2 separate regions of the Pan troglodytes genome follow, and region 2 is linked to region 1. A link is a contact called in public Hi-C data. All regions are on one chromosome and are shown on one strand. The core of a region is the stretch at or near the end of the contact, and the rest is flanking DNA. Distances in the headings are between cores, read along the strand shown. Region 1 has its middle 30 kb from the start of CDKN3. Region 2 holds the start of SAMD4A (sterile alpha motif domain containing 4A).

The links. A called contact is a pair of places that touch in the nucleus more often than the background predicts.
Region 2: a contact with region 1 is called in a Hi-C map of induced pluripotent stem cells, with 2.8 times the contacts expected there. The contact joins the promoter of SAMD4A here to the enhancer-like site in region 1. A contact is called at or near these places in 2 of 7 Hi-C or Micro-C datasets (induced pluripotent stem cells and stem cell-derived neural progenitor cells) and 1 of 1 datasets of contacts at active chromatin or transcription factors (stem cell-derived excitatory neurons).

What each region holds. Positions count from the first base shown.
Region 1 is chr15:52,361,089-52,364,292 of NHGRI_mPanTro3-v2.0_pri, reverse strand. No RefSeq gene overlaps it. Among named protein-coding and RNA genes, the nearest start is that of CDKN3, 30 kb to the left of the region's middle. Within about 2 kb of position 1,507, at least 7 of the 24 cell types and tissues checked have an H3K27ac peak or open chromatin away from gene starts, as enhancers often do. A contact at or near this core is called in induced pluripotent stem cells, where this site is marked.
Region 2 is chr15:52,559,094-52,562,297 of NHGRI_mPanTro3-v2.0_pri, reverse strand. It overlaps SAMD4A (sterile alpha motif domain containing 4A), which reads right to left and starts at 1,596. Exons shown (of 13, transcript XM_063792916.1): 1 at 1,505-1,596; 2 at 1-326.

The DNA.
Region 1 (3,204 bases), core at 258-2,757:
TAACCAGCACCCAGATCAAGAAATGGAACATTCCCAGCACCCAGAGCCTCCTTTGTGTCCCCATCCACTAGCCCCTTCCCAGGGTAACATCTTTTCTCTCCTGATGCCATGGCTTAATTTCGCTTGTTTGCGAATTCTATCTAAATGGAATCTTTTGTGTCTGGCTTCTTTTGCTTGACTTTATGTTTGTGAGATTCATTCATGTTATTGTGTGTGGTTGTACTTATTTGTTCTCATGGCAGTATTCCATTGTATGAATATATCATAAGTTATTCATCCAATCTACTGTTGGGTCATTTCCAGTTTGGGGCTATTATGAAGTGCTGCTATAAACATTCTTTTCTATGTCTTTTGGTAAACATGTTGTATACATTGCTGTTGGGTATATAACAGGAGTGGAAGTGCGTATGTTCATCTTTTAGTCGATACTGCCAAACAGTTTTCCAAAGAGCTTATATGAATTCACATTCCCACTAGCACTGTGTTATAATTCTAGCTCAACATCTTTGCCTGTGTAGTGTCTGTGTTATCACTTTAGCTATTTAGTGAGTGAGCTATTTCAAAGCAGCATTTAATTTCAAATGGTTGAAAGACTAACCAGTTGAATATTAGAATCAGTAGATAACATTCTTTAAGAGATAGCAAAAGCCCATAATTTTTAGGACCTTTTAGAAAATGTTTCTATATTACATGTTAATTAACCATGTGTAAATATTTTGCTGCATTATTTTATAAATGCACATATAATTGCAATGTATATATTTTGGGAGTATGTGCCTACTCTAGACCATACTAATATAAACTGAGTGGCTCCAAATTAAGAAGGTTCTCTAATTTAGACATAACATCAGTGAGTACCTCACACTCTGATGAAAGAAATATTACCTGAGTTTTCCAAACATCACAGATTGGGAATGAAATTAAAGTCACAGTTATTATCCTTTACAAAATATTATTTCTCTGGTTCTTCCTCTCTTCACTGTGTGAAACTGCAGTCTCTCTACTCCTCATAATAGTTCAGTGAGTCCTCCAGGATGGCCTCTGTATCCTCTAAGATATAAGAGCAAGGCACCGACCATCTTCTGGCTCTCCTTTGCTGGGGTAAAGTCTCAGATCACTGCCCAAGCCCACCAATGTCCCACTCTACTGCAATGCCAGCTGCACCTTCTCTGTTGCTGCTGATATTGCTGGCACAGGATTTTGCTAATCCTTGCAACTTCAAGGTCCTGCGGAAATTTTAACAAAACAGCTCTTTTTAGTTTCATCTGCTTTTAAGATCCATGGCACCTGGATCAGAGGGCGCTGGGGCTGACCACCACTGGGAGGCACCAAGACTCGTCCCTCCCCTCTGGCCCTGTCTTGATGTCACTGAACTCAATTTGTGTGCTTTGACTTTCTCTTCCCTTAGGGTGAGTTACTTCCCAGGAGTCCTCTGGCCTCTCCTGTAAACAATCCTAGCAAGATTATCTCACCCTCTGCTAGCTGTGCTCAGGCCTGGGTGAGTCCTGAGAGCTTGGTCTCAAGCTGAGGCTGACCGTGTGTCCTCATCGGCATAGGTTAGTCCTGGTTTGTGACTGTCGTACTGGCATAATTATTAACAGCTCTCCCTTTCACTCTTGCAAGCCTCCTGCTTTGAATGGTTAATTATACAGGGTCACCCTCTCTCAAGCCATCTTTAGGAAAATGTTATAGAAGTAAAACAATCAACAACACGTTTTAAAATAGTCAAGAAATACACTATGTAGAGAAGAATTTTGACCTCGGATGGCTGGAGTGAGCATTGCAGTAATCTCCTAGCCTGTGGGTCTTGCCTTGCCTCTCAGCCCCTAGCTGGCAGCTACTTGGCTCCATCTAGAGGCTCTGCTCTGCTCTGGCCGAAGACTATTTCTTCCTTTCTCCTGTGGTTGAAAGAGATCACAAGATATCACAAGGGGGGATTGAAGGAGCTGGGGTAGGATGCTCTGAAACCCAGCCAGAGGTTAAATCATTGTGGTGGTGGGTCCTCCCCATACCCTCGTGCCCAGTTTTCCTAACCTGGCTTTGGCTGTATTCCTGAGACAGTTTCTGTTTCATTTGTTTCCTAGTTCCTAATGGGCCCTAAGAGTCTCTTGCTATTTCCTCCAATCCTTGGCCTGCCTTGGACCTGGACTCTGGCTCCTGACCTCAGTGACACAGGATCTGCCATCCACTGCATCTCTCTTCACATGGCCTGCCTTACCCCGTTGTCTCTCCCCCTTCCCCAAAGTGCAGTTTGCTCTTCTTGGAAGCCATGCTGTAATCTCTCGTACTTGCATGTGGGGTTTCCACCAGGAAGGCAAGGTGCTCTAGCAGAAAGGAAAAGGGCTCTGAACTCAAAAGACCGGATTCAAGTCCTATTTCAGCAATTAGCCACGTGTCCTTGGATAAATCACCGAGATACTTAACCTGAATGATAATTCCCTCATCTGTGGCAGGTAGAATGAAATTGCCACTTGAAAATGGAAGAACTGACTTCTGAACTCAGAGGATTTCCTGCTGAGTTTGGTATCAATCAGTTGACTGGGGCTGGGTTAATCTTTGGGGAAGTCAGATTTCTGAACTTGAGGAACTAAGGCTGTATGTCAAGGATGCTGGGATAATCAGCTTGGAACCAACATGATTCCCAACTTAATTTTAGGGGAAAGTTCAGCCAGCTTCGGAAGCTGGGCTATTCACCTACCCAACTGCTCCAAGCCCAGACAGGTCTTGAATCAGACAACTCTCACAGGAGAGTGTAACTGGCATCTTTTCCCCATCTCATCTTGTTGGTTTTGGTAATGAGATGAGATTGGGTAGTTCAATTTGCCAGGAATGGAGAACGGCCTGATACTCTTAAATCTCTATCTTTCAGGAATACTTAGTTCATTTTATCTTATTTTATTATTTTTTGAGACAGGGTCTTGCTCTGTCATCCAGGCTGGAGTGCAGTGGCATAATCATGACTCACTGCAGCTTCAACCTCCCAATCTCAAGCGATCCTCCCACCTCAGTCTTCCGAGTAGGTGGGACACAGGCACGTGCCACTACGCACAGCTAATTTCTTTTTTTTGGTATTTTTTGTAGAGACAAGGTTTCACCATGTTGCCCAGGCTGGTCTTGAACTTCTGGGCTCAGGCAATCTGTCCGCCTTGGCCTCCTAAAGGCCTGCATTTACAGGCGTGAGCCACTGTGCCCAGCACTTAGTTC
Region 2 (3,204 bases), core at 347-2,846, 200 kb before region 1:
GACGCGTTCCTGTTCCAAGGTGGCTCTGGTGCCCGGACGCTGCAGGTACTGCCTGGGCTCCTGCCTCTCTTGTCTGGTTTCAGTTACGTTCCGGTGGTTCTGGCTGATTTCCCCAGAGACGATGACAGACAGTAGCACGGAAATGTTTCTTTAAAAAAAAATAACGACTTTTTAAAAATCCCCCACAAGGCACACAACTGAATGAAGAATGCTTTCTCCCCCCTTCTTGCAGCTTTGGGATGGTGATTTCCGGCGTCCTGGGGTCTCCTCCCCGCTAGGCGGCAACTCGGACCCTTCACGCCCGCATTCCCGAGCGGCGATCACCACTGGAAGGAGAGAAAGAGCTGCAGTGAGACCTCGGCTAGCGGAGGAGCGCGCCCTGGGGGGACGAGGGCATCAGAGGGTGCTGGGGCCAGGGGAGGGGGCGTCCCGCGGAAGGTTGGGTTCGCCGAAATCCAGCCGCCCCCTCCGCACCCGATGCGGGAGATGGGCTATTGCCCACCGGATAACAGCGAGAAGCCTGCTTCCCAGGTGCGGGAGGAGACCCCGCGGCTTCCTGTTGCTGCCGCTGCCAGCGGCTGGTGCTCCCCTCACGGCCCGCCTGGGGTGGCCTCGGGCGCCGTGCCTAAGAACGCCAGCACCAGCAACAGATCTTCCCCGCGCAGAAAACTTGCAATGCGGCTGCGAAGGGGCGCGGGGGTGGGGGTGGGAGCTAATGCAAAGCAGAGGCGGAGGCAGCGGCAGCCCGAGTTCCTTCCTCCTCCTCTTACTCCTCCTCCTCCTCCCAGAGAAGCAGCCGAGCGGCTGCAGCTCCATCTACAGCAACAGCCAGCATCTCCACCGCCAGGCGCCCCTCTGGATTTAGGCCGTGAGCAGCCGCGGCAGCAGCTCGAGACAAAAATAAACTCTCTCCACCCAAAGCTCCGCGCCCAGCGGGCGGCGGCGCAACCCAGAGCCCCGGCTCCCCCGCGCCGCGCCGCGCCAGCCCACCCGGGAGGTCTCCCTGGGCCTGCTCCGGCCGGAGCGGTCACTGTGCGCGCGCGTGTGCGTGTGTGTGTGCGCGCGTGTGTGGCAGGCATCCTGCCGCCGCCGCCGCCTACGGGCGGGTCTGTCCAGCCCGGAGCCTCGCCCGCGCGTCGCAGGCCGAGGGCGGCACAGCGCTGGGCACACGCCCCGCGCGGGGACGGCCAGGGTCCGCAGCGCTGCTCCCTTCGGCCGGCGGGGCGGCCCCGCGGGGAATGCGGATCGGCGCCGCAGGCACACGCCCCCCAACGACAGCAAAGAAAGTTCGGCTGCGGGGGTTCCCCCAGTCCCATCCCGGTTCTCGTGGCCGCCGCCGGCGGGGAGGAGAACCCAGCGACTCAGCCTTCAAGGAGCCGCTAGCTTCCAACAACACGCTGCTTCCGGCTCCCAGAACTTCTCGGACGGAGGGGGAAGCCCCCGGGGAGGGGACCCCAGTGACCCGCGGGTCCCCCGCCGAGGGCCGTAGGGAGGGAGCTCTCACCTCGGCGCGGCTCATCCCGGCGGCTCGGGGGCCCTTGCGCGGGTCCGGGGCCGCGGCGGCTCTCAGCGGGGTTGGGGGCGCCCGGAGCGCCGGCCGCGGGCCATGCCGTCGGGGCGGGCGGCGCGGGGAGAGTGCGGTGCTTCGAGTCGGGGCCGCTGCAGCCGCCGCTGCTGCTGCCTCCAGTGTCGGCTCGCGGAGGACTGAGCCGCCCGAGCCGGAGCTCCCCACATGCTACTGATTAACATACACCATTACATCATGGGCTTGGCAGGGAGCGCCCGAGCGGGGGGAGAGGAACCCGGGCGGCGGCGACGGCACGCGGGGGGAACTGGGGGGGAGGAACCCCGGACCCGGAGCAGGGCGGGGGGACGGATTCCTAAGTGGGGACCAGAAAAAGGGGAGGGGAGCGGAGTGGGAGGAGCTGGTGGCGCAGAGGGGTCGGGTAGAAGGAACCTCCGAGAGGAACGAAGAAGTTCGGGGAAAAGGACGGGTCCGGGTGAATTTCTTCCTGCGGCCGCCTGCGTGTTCTGGAGGGGCCGGGACACTCAAGCCACTGGAGCCCCGGCAGAAAGGGACCCGAGGGCGCTCGGGCGGGGGCGGTGCTGCCACCCGCTGCTTGTCCTTGGGAATGTGGTTCGTCCGCTCGGCTGACCCTCGGCCCTTCTGGGGCCCCGGGGTGGCCGAGCTGTTTGGCCCCCGGGCGGTGAGACCCGAGGTCACTGCCGCACTTGCTGGGATGGGTTCCGGGGGTCGTGGAGGCGAAGGGCTCACGAGGCTGAGGGGCAGTGCACAGGGTTGGACGTGCCCAGGCGCTACGCTCCGTGCCGCTCTAGTCCAAGGGCCTGGCCCGGGTCGGGTGCCGGATGCCCTTTGCTCTGGCGCAGGCTCCTAGAGGCCGGCCCGGCGCCTGGCTGAGTCCCGCTCTTCCCCGGGGAAGTGGCCGAACTCCTGAGACCGGTCGGGGGAGCTGTGCCTGGCGCGCGGGCTGCGGCTTCTGGCCTGGAGCGGAGGCGAGCGCCGCCCTGGGCGACAAAGAGGCGGGGCGAGGCCACCTGTCGGCGCTCAGGCGTCGCCAGGCCTCGCAACCTTCACCTGGATCTGGAGAGTGCGCAGGGCCGCGGCCACACGGGGGCTTCAGGTCCTTGCCGCGCGAGAGGCGAGGAGGGCGCAGCGCAGAGGCTGAGTGGCGCAGGGTGGGCTGCGAAAGTGCCTCTGCTAGTCTTGAAAGTAAAGGTTTGGTTAAAAATACCCTAAACCCTAAAAACCTCTGTACCTCCTGATATGGGTTGAATATTCGCAAGGAGGACTGGATGACTAAATCTGGGCTATCTCCGTGATTTCAGAGGAAACACTGCTCCCTCCAGCAACTTGAGGCTTTGTTTATACGGGAGTAATTCTGAGAAGGCAGTGAAACGCGTGTTTCAGACCCAGCCTTTCCTACTCCTGCTAATCCACTGTTTTGAAGAGAAAGTATCTGAGATATTATTCCACTAATTAACACTTTTGTTTTCCAACTCCAGCATATGTCCCTGGAATTTCAATGCTTTCTTCCCTTCCTCCTCAAATTTAGTTTCTGCAGCGTATAGTTCGTTTCAGACACGTGATAGCACCTAACCATCTGTTAGGGTTTTTGAAAGGTCTTGTTGAGGTCGAGCTGCAAAAATGTGGATTTTTTAAAAGTTAATTATTAACCAGACAGG